Regions from separate parts of the Mus musculus genome. Here all the other regions are linked to region 3. The links are chromatin contacts, called in public HiChIP or PLAC-seq maps. All regions are on one chromosome and are shown on one strand. The core of a region is the stretch at or near the end of the contact, and the rest is flanking DNA. Distances in the headings are between cores, read along the strand shown.

The links. HiChIP or PLAC-seq counts read pairs in DNA pulled down with a chosen protein or histone mark.
Region 1: an H3K27ac HiChIP or PLAC-seq map of DN3 thymocytes shows a contact between it and region 3, with 6 times the contacts expected there. The contact joins the enhancer-like site here to the promoter of Sox13 in region 3. A contact is called at or near these places in 8 of 39 promoter capture datasets (the 3T3-L1 cell line, the HPC-7 cell line, HPC-7-derived erythroid cells and 5 more), 18 of 115 datasets of contacts at active chromatin or transcription factors (DN3 thymocytes, the HPC-7 cell line, T-cell acute lymphoblastic leukemia and 13 more) and 3 of 9 other capture datasets (adipose tissue, liver and pancreatic islet).
Region 2: a contact with region 3 is called in an H3K27ac HiChIP or PLAC-seq map of embryonic stem cells, with 8 read pairs. The contact joins the enhancer-like site here to the promoter of Sox13 in region 3. A contact is called at or near these places in 2 of 39 promoter capture datasets (both in liver), 2 of 484 Hi-C or Micro-C datasets (liver and pancreatic cancer cells), 14 of 115 datasets of contacts at active chromatin or transcription factors (craniofacial prominence, embryonic stem cells, fetal liver and 6 more) and 1 of 9 other capture datasets (embryonic stem cells).

What each region holds. Positions count from the first base shown.
Region 1 is chr1:133,548,352-133,551,903 of GRCm38.p6, reverse strand. No RefSeq gene overlaps it. Among named protein-coding and RNA genes, the nearest start is that of Snrpe, 60 kb to the left of the region's middle. Within about 2 kb of position 1,858, at least 30 of the 459 cell types and tissues checked have an H3K27ac peak or open chromatin away from gene starts, as enhancers often do. A contact at or near this core is called in DN3 thymocytes, the HPC-7 cell line and T-cell acute lymphoblastic leukemia, where this site is marked.
Region 2 is chr1:133,526,020-133,529,619 of GRCm38.p6, reverse strand. It overlaps the pseudogene Gm8596. Among named protein-coding and RNA genes, the nearest start is that of Snrpe, 82 kb to the left of the region's middle. Within about 2 kb of position 1,614, at least 16 of the 459 cell types and tissues checked have an H3K27ac peak or open chromatin away from gene starts, as enhancers often do. A contact at or near this core is called in embryonic stem cells, intestinal villus epithelium and pancreatic cancer cells, where this site is marked.
Region 3 is chr1:133,422,179-133,425,495 of GRCm38.p6, reverse strand. It overlaps Sox13 (SRY (sex determining region Y)-box 13), which reads left to right and starts at 1,284. Exons shown (of 14, transcript NM_011439.2): 1 at 1,284-1,620.

The DNA of each region.
Region 1 (3,552 bases), core at 609-3,108, 130 kb before region 3:
ACCTCTGGAAGAGCAGTCAGTGCTCTTAACCACTGAGCCATCTCTCCAGCCCCCTGTTAAATGTTTTATATTGTGATGTTGTTAATGTGTGATCTTGGGAATGAACAAGAAAGCACAGGTTGTGGCCTAACAGTGGTATGTTTGTGTGTCAAGTTGACAAGGGGGCAATTGTCTAGACTAGTTTTATGCCAGTTGACACAAGATGCAGTCATTTGAAAGGAGGGAAACTCAATTGAGAAAATGTTTCCATGAGCTTCAGCTATAGGGCATTTTCTTAGTTAGAGATCGATGAGAGAGGGCATAGCCCATGATTCTATCCCTGGGCTGGTGGTCCTGGGTGCTATAAGAAAGCAGGCTGAGCAACCCATGGAAAGCAAGCCAGTGTGCAGCCTCTCTCCATGGCCTCTGCATCAGCTCCTGCTTCCAGGATCCTGTCCTGCTTGAGTTCCTGTCCTGACTTCCTACAATAAGGAACTGTAATAAACTCTTTCCTCCCCAGGTTGCTATGATCATGGTATTTCATCACAGCAATAGAGGCCCTGACAAGGATGCCTACCCTCTTCTGATGCTACAATGCAGAAGGCACTCAGTAGATTGGCCCCATAGTTTTGGACTTCTTGAGAACCATGTTCCAAAGGGAACTATAAATTATAATAATAATTTTCCAAGTGAGTGGTATTCTGAACAGTTAAGATGAGCAAGGCAACTTTCACTAGTGACTCACAGCAGTCCCTCCATTGCTTATACTCAGGAAGAGACTTGTGGAGGGGGCTATGGACTATGAACATTTTTGACTATACTTTTATTTTCTCATGTACATAATTTGTTTATGATTTTGAAAATTATGTTACTTGCCTCATCATATAAGATCAGAGCTGGCTTCTGTCTTGTTTGGCATTACATGTAGGCACATGTATGAAGATCCAGCTAACAAAAAAAAGCCAAACACGGAACTATGACTGTGGGCCAGTGGTATAGCTGATGACAAAGTATGTTAGCATGTGCCAAGCTCTGCATTCCCGTGCCAGTACCGAACAATAGGAATTGTAGCAAAATAGGATTAAGATGCTTTTGTCAAAAGCAAATAAATTTCAGGACTAAAGATGTAATTCAGTGGGTGGACTGTTGCCTAGCATACACAAGGCCCTGGTTCAATCCCAGCACTGTATAAACCGGACGTGGTGGTTCACACTTGTAACCCCAGCACAGGACGTGGAGGCAGGAGGACTAAGACTTTAAGGTCATCCCAACTACACAGTCTGAGGCCAGACTGGACTACCTGAGACACTGTCTTTAAATAAATAAATAAAGTTTAACGTTTCTAATGAGGGAAAACTTGTTGGGGGGGGGAGAGTTTAGTGTGAAAATGGGGGAAAACTTGGCACGGGGGATGGGGGGAGAGTTTAGTGTCCAGGGGAGGTGTTTGGCTAGGAGATTTCCAAACAGGATTGTAGCACCCATTGCTACATTATGTAATGTTAATACATTACAGTTTATACAATCTGTAGCTTGTTGGAAAAGAACTTTTGATAAGGAAAACTCAAGGACTGATAGGCCCTTGGAGAAGGGAAAGAATATCAATTAAATGTGGTTCTTCTACTTTGGTAAATCGTAGCATCTCAGATCTGTGGGACGCAGGTGTGCTGGCGACCGGAGGTGGCTGCTGCTGCTGTGTGCTCCATACCTGGGCTCAGGCCTCCTTGAAGGTTAATTGTCACTGTCACCCATCCGCAGCTGGGAGGCCCCTCATAGATCTGGGAAAGCAGATATCATCAGCGTTGGTTTCTGTTGTGCATTTCGGTGAGTAGTCAGGACGGCAGGAAGCAAGCACGGGAGGCAGCTACAGGAAGGATGCCCAGCTGGGCAGGATGGGGCCCGCTCTGCCTACTCTGCGGCAGACTCTCTATCTCTTTCCTGAAGAGCAGGGAGCCCAAGATTGATACCAGTTCCTCGAACCACAAAACACACCAGAGCTGAACACATGGCCAGCCTTGCCTTCATAACCGTCTGCTTCATTCACAAGATATAGTAAGCTTGGGTAGAACTAGGAGCTCGCTGAAGATATGATATTGGGGCAGCTCTCTGTGTCAAAAAAGAACTGACGAGCCAAAATATAAGCATAGAAATATGCTTTGGTTCAAGGAACAACAAGAAGGGCTTTTTAGAGCTCTTCTCCCCTTTCCTCTTGTTCCACTAGTGCCTGCTTGCTCCCTCTGTGAGGATGTAAAGAGAAACCATTAGAAGATTACTGATACTGTCTAAATGTTGGCATAAAACAGGCTTTCTGATGTCTCCCAGTCAATCACGTAGCAAAGGCTTGCCCAGTGCAATGCTATTTGGAAGTGCTGTGGACTTTTAGGAGGTGGAGCCTTCCAGGAGACCTTTTGGTTACTGGGAGTCCACTCTGGAAGGAGATTGCAGGACTGTCTTTCTCTCTGTGTCCTGGTTCATGCCAAAAGCAGTTTGTCCCAAATATAGGATTTCCACCCCTTGCCCAGAGCAATGGAGCTGTTCAATCTTGAATTGAAATCTACAGAAGCATCAGTTAAAATAAGTCTCTTTATTTCATAAGTATCTGCAGCCAGGGTTTCCTTGTAGTGATGGAAGGCCAAGTAACACTGTTGCCAGCTTGTGCTACATAGTTTAAAGTGCGTGAGAACAGAAAGGGACCCCTGTCTCTTTATAATCCCAGTTTGAAAATGGTAGACAAAGAACTGTTTATCCTGCCTGGGCCAGGCATCTCCTTGGACAAATCAACTCAGATGGCAGTCATGTATGCAGGCAGCAGGAAAAAAAAAAGAACTATTCTGTGTCATGGTCCTGATCTGGCTGCCATGACCACCATCCCAAACAACAGTGAGTGAAACAGGTCGGGAGAATGGTCTGTTGTGTAAATTTCCAGACAGAAATCCTGTACAGAAGACAGACTGTTGTGGGGGTAAACCGGCAGGGGTCTGCTTTATGAGGCTAAGAACAAAGTTTTGAAACTTCTTTAGCAGTAATATATTGTCTCCAGTTTAAAATTAGGTACAAAAGTAACTATTAGCCAAATATGAGAAACTAAATAACAAATTCCCAGGAAGAGACCGGACACATTTGAGGGTTACTGCTGTAGACACTATTGTGGCATTTCGGATCCCTCTCCAGTCAATTTAACATACATGCTCCTTTTGAGTTCATTTTTGAAAATTATTAGTATTGTATATGAGATGGGGTACTGCAATGGTGCTCTTCTGAAGTTGGATCTCTCTGTGTTCCGTAGGTTCCAGGGATAGAAACCGGGCTTGAATGGCAAGCACCATTGCTGCTGAGCCATCTGGCAGCCTCAGACTTGGGTCTCAATGGCAATCTGTCCTCTGTGTGTAGAACTCGCCACAGCTGCAGCTATTGCAACACTGCCACGCACCCAGGCAAGTGAGGGGCTCTACAGCTCCTGCTCCATCAGCCAGTAGACATCAGTCCTGGGAACTGAACTCAGGTCCTCTGTAAGAGCAGTACACGTTCTTAACCACTGAGCCATCTCTCCCACCTCACGGGGGTGTCTCCAGGTCC
Region 2 (3,600 bases), core at 365-2,864, 100 kb before region 3:
TGTCCTGCCCAATGCTGAAGTTCTTGGGCCTTTTCTCAAACAAAGGATTGACCACCTTTTCACCTTTTTGGCCTCCTGTTTCTTGATGGTGGCAGGGGCCAGAGCCACCTTCTTCCCCTTGGCTTTCTTTCCTTTGGGCATCTTGCTCATCTGGTAGAGAGAGAGCAATCATAAACATTTTTTCCTCTTTTTTTTATTAGCTATTTCCTTTATTTACATTTCAAATGTTTTCCCCTTTCCTGGTTTCCCCTCTGAAAACCCCCTATCCCTTCCCCCTCGCCCTGCTCCCCAACCCACCCACTCCTGCTTCCTGGCCCTGGCACTTCTCTATACTGGGGCATAGAGCCTTCACAGGACCAAGGGCCTCTCTTCCCACTGATGACCGACAAGGCCATCCTCTGCTGCATATGTAGCTAATCATAAGCATTTTTGTACTGAACAATTGAGCCTCAAATGGACAGAATTGAAGGAAGCCATAAGGTGACTCAATAATCACAACTTGAGCCTTCAATACTTCACACTCAATAGAACAGCTAGGCAGGATCAACAAGGAGGCAGAGTTGAACTTTATAAACAAAGGAAACACTGCCCCAGCCCAGCCGCATTCATTTTCAAATGAACAACCATTCTCCAAGTTCACAAGACCATCTCAACTCAAGTTCTACGAGAGCTGGCTGCGTGGCCTCTTCAGAGATGAAGGTAAGAAGCTCTCTGTCTCAAGGCCAGCCTGGGAAACTTACTTAGACCCTGTGTCAATCACAGCTGTATCATGTTGATACAGCTCAGCAGTAGAGTGCTTGCCCAGCACGTATGAGAGCCTGGGTTTAATTCGCAGCAATGCATCCAAATAAATTACGCAAAGTACAATCGATCGATGGAATCAGCAGTCAATGACAGAAGGCTATCTGGACAAATCTGGACATTTTACACACACTGCTAAATAACAGAACATAAGGAACACAACTAACATACACACTCTTAAGATACTACTTGTTTTTTTCCAGAAAGGGTCTCACTCTGAAATCCTGGCTGACCTTGAACTCAATATATCTGCCTGCCTCTGTCTCCTAGTCCTGGGAGCAAAGGTATAGGATGCTTTACATCCAGCAGGGCTGTAGATTTTAACTTGCCTTTCTTAAAAGTTCTTAAAGGAAATGACTTTGTAACTGTCTACTTTTTAGAAACAACAGTTAAAGTGTCAACCACCAAGTCCTTTGAAATCCTTAAGAAATTTTAAATTTTACTTTTTCTCTTCTTTCTTCTTTCCTTCCTTTCTTTTTCTTTTTATGAGTTAGAGCCTCTCGGTGAGTTCAGGATGGCCTTGAACTTTGTAGTTAGAGCTGCTCAGCTTTCCAAGTAGGATTGCAAATATACACTGCCACACCCAGCTTAGATCGTCCAGAACAGTGAGCCGTCAGAGGCTCTTATATCCACACAGTGCTATTGGCTCTAGAATGCATGGATGACAGCCTGGGAGTGTCCTGACTGGTGGCTGCTGTTCCTCATCATTAGCAGTGATAAGAATAAAGGAAGGACAAAAGTAGGCTCAGGGACTCAGCCCACACTACACCCTATAAGTGGGCTCTGCTCCATCACTAGCCTCACAGAACAAAAGAACAGAGACAAAAGAGAAACCTGAACACCCTCCACAGCTGGACTGCCTCCGCCAGACAGCCACTGTGACTCCCAGGGGACCCAAAAAACATTTCTAGTGTGTTCTGTCCTTCTTGGGTGGCAGAGCTCCCAGGATCCAGGTCACGTTAAGTTCCAGAGCCTGAGCTGCACAAAGCAAAGATCCAGGCCTCCAGTGGGAGCCACTCTAAAGGAAGTTTCCACCCAGCAGGTGGCCAGCCTTTGCCTTCACCAGCCTACGTCATTATCTATAAAATTCATACTTGAGAATTGCACAATCGAGTTACAAAATAAATCAATAAATCACACTAACATCTCCTACTTTTAAGTAGGCTTCTCATGTGTGTTGGGCACATTCACAGTTCATGTTTACAGGAGACCTATGGGTTGTGGGTTGGACATACATGGTAGAGGGGGAAGGTATGGATTTGAATACAGCTTTGTCTTAAGAGGATACCTTGAGACCTGGCAGCGGTGGCACATGCCTTTCAACTCAGCACTCAGGAAGCAGAGGCAGGTGAATCTCTGAGTTCAAGGCCAGCCTGCCTGGTCTACTGAGGAAGTTCCAGGACAGCCAGGGCTACACAGAGATACCTTAGAGAGTGAGAAAGAGGGGGGAGGGAGGGAAGGGAAGGGGAAGGGGAAGGGGAAGGGGAAGGGGAAGGGGAAGGGGAAGGGGAGGGGAGGGAAGGGAAGGGAAGGGAAGGGAAGGGAGAGGGGAAGGGAAGGAAGAGGGGAAGGGAAGGGAGAGGGGGAGGGAAGGGAAGGGGGAAGGGAAGGGAAGGGAAGGGAAGGGAAGGGAAGGGAAGGGAAGGGAAGGGAAGGGAAGGGAAGGGAAGGGAAGGGAAGGGAAGGGAAGGAAAAGATGGAGGAAGACCATTCTGAAGTTGACATTCAGCTAGTTTTGAGAACCTTTGGTCCAAATGGCTTTTGAAAGAATAAAGCATTGTTCTTCAGTTTTGTAGCTGTGAGCTGGGCCTCACTGGGCCAAGAATATTAACATTTTCAGACAGCTGGTTAGCTGAGGCCTGAAGGTTCTGGAACAAATCATGGCTTCTCAGAGAGCAGAATTATTAGACCAATTTACCTTAAGCCAAGAAACTTAGATTCAATCTCTGAGCAAAGAAATAAACAGCATACCAATAATCAGAAGCTGATGGTGTCCCAAATGGGCCAGTCTGACCTCAGCTTACAGAGCCTGGAAATAAGCAATGGTGAGTACCCAGAGCGCAAATCATCTTAGACTCTCTTAGACCCATCAAAAAAAAATAGTGGTTTGCTTTTTTTTTAATCTTTGAAAAAATTATGAAATTATATGTCTATGATGCATGTGTGCAAGATTCGCTCACCCATGTTTGCACATGTGCTCAGAGGACAGAGATTAATGCCCAGTGTCTTCTAGCCCTCCCAGCCTTTCTACTTATTTATTTTTGAATCAAGGTCTCTCATCAAAGATAGAGCCTACAGTTGCAGCCAGACTGTCTGTCTGTCCTGGAACTCACTCTGTAGACCAGGCGGGTCTTGAACTCAGAGATTCACCTGCCTCTGCCTCCTGAGTGCCGAGTTGAAAAGTATGTGCCACTGCTGCCAGGTCTCAAGGTGTTCCCCTTAAGAAAGTTATATACAAATCCATACCTTTCCCTTCTACCAAGTATGTCCAACCCACACCCATAGGGCTCCTGCAAGCCAGGCCAACTGTGAATGTGTCCAACACACATGATAAGCCTTCTTAAAGTAGGAGACCTTAGTGTGATTTATTGGTTTGGTTTGTAACTCAATTGTGCAGTTCTCAAGCATGAACTGTATAGACGATGATGTTGGGTTGCAAGGTCAACGTGGAATCACATCATCTCTGCCCTGGGATTCCAGGCTCATGCCTCCAGATCCAGCTTCTACCTGGGTGCTAGGGATGCAAACTCAGTTTCCCCATGCTGGAACAGCAAATGCACTCCTCCTCCTGGGTCATCC
Region 3 (3,317 bases), core at 35-2,534:
GCTTCCTGCTTGGCCACCACTCGAGAGGGAGAGGGTCATACAGTCCCACAATGGGCGTTCCTTCAACCAGCCCTGCTCCCACAGGTCTTCAAGACGTACTTCAAACTGTGGCCTTTCTAAGGAGACTCTGATCCAAGTCCCCATAGCTTAGCATCCTTGGTAGACCCTATGGCTCTAGCACTTTGTAGAATTAGAGTCTTCACAACATGGGAATCCAGAAAGGGCTGCCACTGTGTCATTCATCTTGGTGATCCCTGGCATCTGCTTGGGTCAGGTTTGGTGTAGACATTTAATAGATGGGCCGAATGAGGAGAAACCCTTCTTCAAACAAACCTTCCTCCTAAACGGGGCAGGAAGAAAGGAAGGACTTGTTGGAGAAATTCTAAAAAGGACAGGGCTAGGGAGTGGCTAGACATTAGGAAGCTGTCAGAGATCTGATCGCATCAAAGCAGGTCTCTCCTTGCCCTCAGGTTGGTTTCAAATTGAGATCCTCCTGCCTCAGCTTCCCAGGTATTATAGGCATGAGCCACTCCCAGCTCCAAGGGCAGTTCTCAAGGAGCATGCCTTTAATCCTAGCACCCTGGAGGCAGAGCCAAGCAGGTTTCTGTGAGTTCGAGGCCAGTCTGATTTACCAGTGAGAAAAATAAAGTTCAATCTCGGGTCTCTGGAGGAGGCTGTGAACTGGACTTGTTAAAAGGAATGAAAATTCCCCATAGTAACTCTCAAACCTGGGTCGAGGGGACTAGGCAGAATTCACCTTCCTCCCCCTATTTTCTCTATCCAGTGGGTCACTACATCTCCACAGGTCTCACTCTGGAGAACCTCTGCTGTCCCCTTCCCAGCACAGGTCTCCAGCTGTTGAGGCCTGGCTGGACCAGCTGCTGGGAGGAGGAGGAGGAGGAGGAGGAGGAGGAGGAGGAGGAGGAGGAGGAGGAGGAGGAGGAGGAGGAGGAGGAGGAGGAGGAAGCTCTGTCCCTCCCTCCTCCATCTCCACACCCTCCCTCCTCCCCCGCCCGCTCGCGCCCTCCCTCCCTCCCTCCCTCTTTCTCCTCGGAGGCTGTCGGAGTGGCTTTCGCAGAAGCGAGCGGCGAGCGCCCTGCTCCAGTCCCGCCTGGGAACTGAAGTGTACGAGCGCGGCTCCTGGAAGCCGAGCTCCGGAGCGGCCGGCGGAGGTCGAAGGCCGAGGCGGCGCGCTCAGCTTCGGAGGCCCTGGCTTTGGACCCAGCGGGCTCGGAGCTGCGCGGAGGAGCAGAGCGCACTGCCCGCCGGCCTGGCGGGCGCAGCGGCCGCGAGTCCGGGAGCCGGACTGCGGAAGGGAACACGGCGGCGGCCAGCCGGGGGCAGAGGGCAGAGTGCCGAGCGGCCTGGCTCGGAGGAGGGCGCCGCCCGACCCGTCCTCAGCTCGGCGACCGTGGCCAGCGGAGCCCGGCGGGCCGCGGGTCCTGAGCGCTTCCAGCCCACGGCGGGGGGCGTGCCTCCGCCCGGCCGCGCCGCCCCGGCCCGCTGCCCGCCGCGTTGCCGGGGCATGTGAGCGGGAAGGCCAGGCTGCTGGCTGCCGGGACGCACTGAGCAGAAGCCGGAGCGCGGAGTTGCGACCCCGGGCCCGCGCCCGACCGATTAGTAAGTGCGCCCCTTCGCGCCGCGCGCCCCATCACCCCAGCCTCGCGAAGTTTGACACGCGCGCCCCCGCGTTCCTAGGGACACGCTGGCTCTCTGCCGCGCGACTTTCCATCTTGGGCAAAGTTTTTGCCAGGCGGAGCCGATCCTACCAGACCCCTCACAACGCCGGCCGGTGGCGCCGCGCTGATCCCGCGTCCTTTTGGAGGGCAGTGGCTACAGGCCGTTGGGGGTGGCGTGCGCGCGCCACGCGAGCCGGGCTTCGGGGGTCCTCTACCCGCCCGCCCTTTGCGACCCGCCGGCCTTAGGTCTTTCGCCCCAGCCTGACCAACGCTCCCAGTTTAAGCACTCCCAGCCTGAGCTTAGATGTCCCCGTGCGAGCCCCACGTGGGGCTCGGGTACCCGCAACGCGGAGCTCCGGTCCCGGGGTGCATTGGGCAGCCGGGGTTCAGCGCGCGCCCTTCCCACGGCTCCGGTTCATTCCCCGCGGACCAGCCGGGCGCCGCCTCCCATTTTTTCAGCCCTTGCTGCTCTTCACTCCAGCCTGCCCCTTGCCACCCCTGCGTCCCACGGTGGAGTGTCGGAGAAGCGCCTTTCAGCCCCTTTCACTGTAGAAATAAATTGATCACAGGACTGATGGGATGGGGGTGGGGGGTGGTCGCGTAGTCCCAGCGGTTCGCCATTGTTTTCCCATCCCACGTTCGGTACGTAAACACACACTCACGCGAGTGTGTGTGTGTGTGCGTGCGTGTGTTTGCACGCGCCAGCTGCGGCTGCTCAGATTCCCCAGGAGCTCTAGGGTCGCCCGCGGGATCTCCCCGCAACCAACCTACATGTCCTGGCAGGAGGTGCCTCATTACTTGAAGCTGGGGGGGGAAAGGCACGGAGAGTGGGAGCTGTCCCAGAGTCCTTGGCGAGGCCGGGGGTCCGGCTTGGGCTGGACGTGAATTTTGAACTTCAGCCTTGGATCATTCCGGGAGGACCCCGGGCGCTTGAGCGGTGGCTCTAGCCTGGGAGGGTCCCCAGCAGCTGGCGCTCTTGGCAGCATCTCCGTGACAAGAGCTTAGAGGAAACTGAGGAGTTTTCCTGGGAAGTTTGCTTTAGCTCTGTGGGAATTTCCGGGCCCGGCGCCTTAGCGCTGGCGCTGGCAGAGGGGTCTGACCTAAGGCAGTCAGTCAGTGATGCTGCCACTCCGAGCAAGGTTCCCAGAGACCCTGTTTCCAACTTCTTGATGCGGTAGGAAGTCCCTCACTGTGTGCTAGATTCAACACACTTGGGTCTTGTTCTTGACCGAGATGGGTCGCTTGATCCTGGCGATGTCCAAACATCGCCTGTACTTTCTCAGTTTAAAAAAAGGGCGGATCTGTGCTTCTATCTTTGAAGCTGGTGTATGTTGATGGTTTGAAGGATGCTGGTTTGGAAGGCCTGTACCACGGAACGCCAGATAGCCTTGTAGTTAGAACCAGGAAGCTAAGCTGGAGTTGTACAGTAGTGCAGCCGCTGGTGGTGCCACCGAAGGCAATTTGACCCACCTCCCTTGCTCAGGTTACTTATCTGTATAGTGAGGTTAAATTCTGACAGTGGCCACCTCGTGGGGGTGGTCTTAAGGATGAAAAGTCTAAAGGCAATCTCAGCGCCATGCGGCACAAAGTAAATAAATGCTCGGCAACTGTTAGCTTTTGTTGTCGGGATGTAACTTA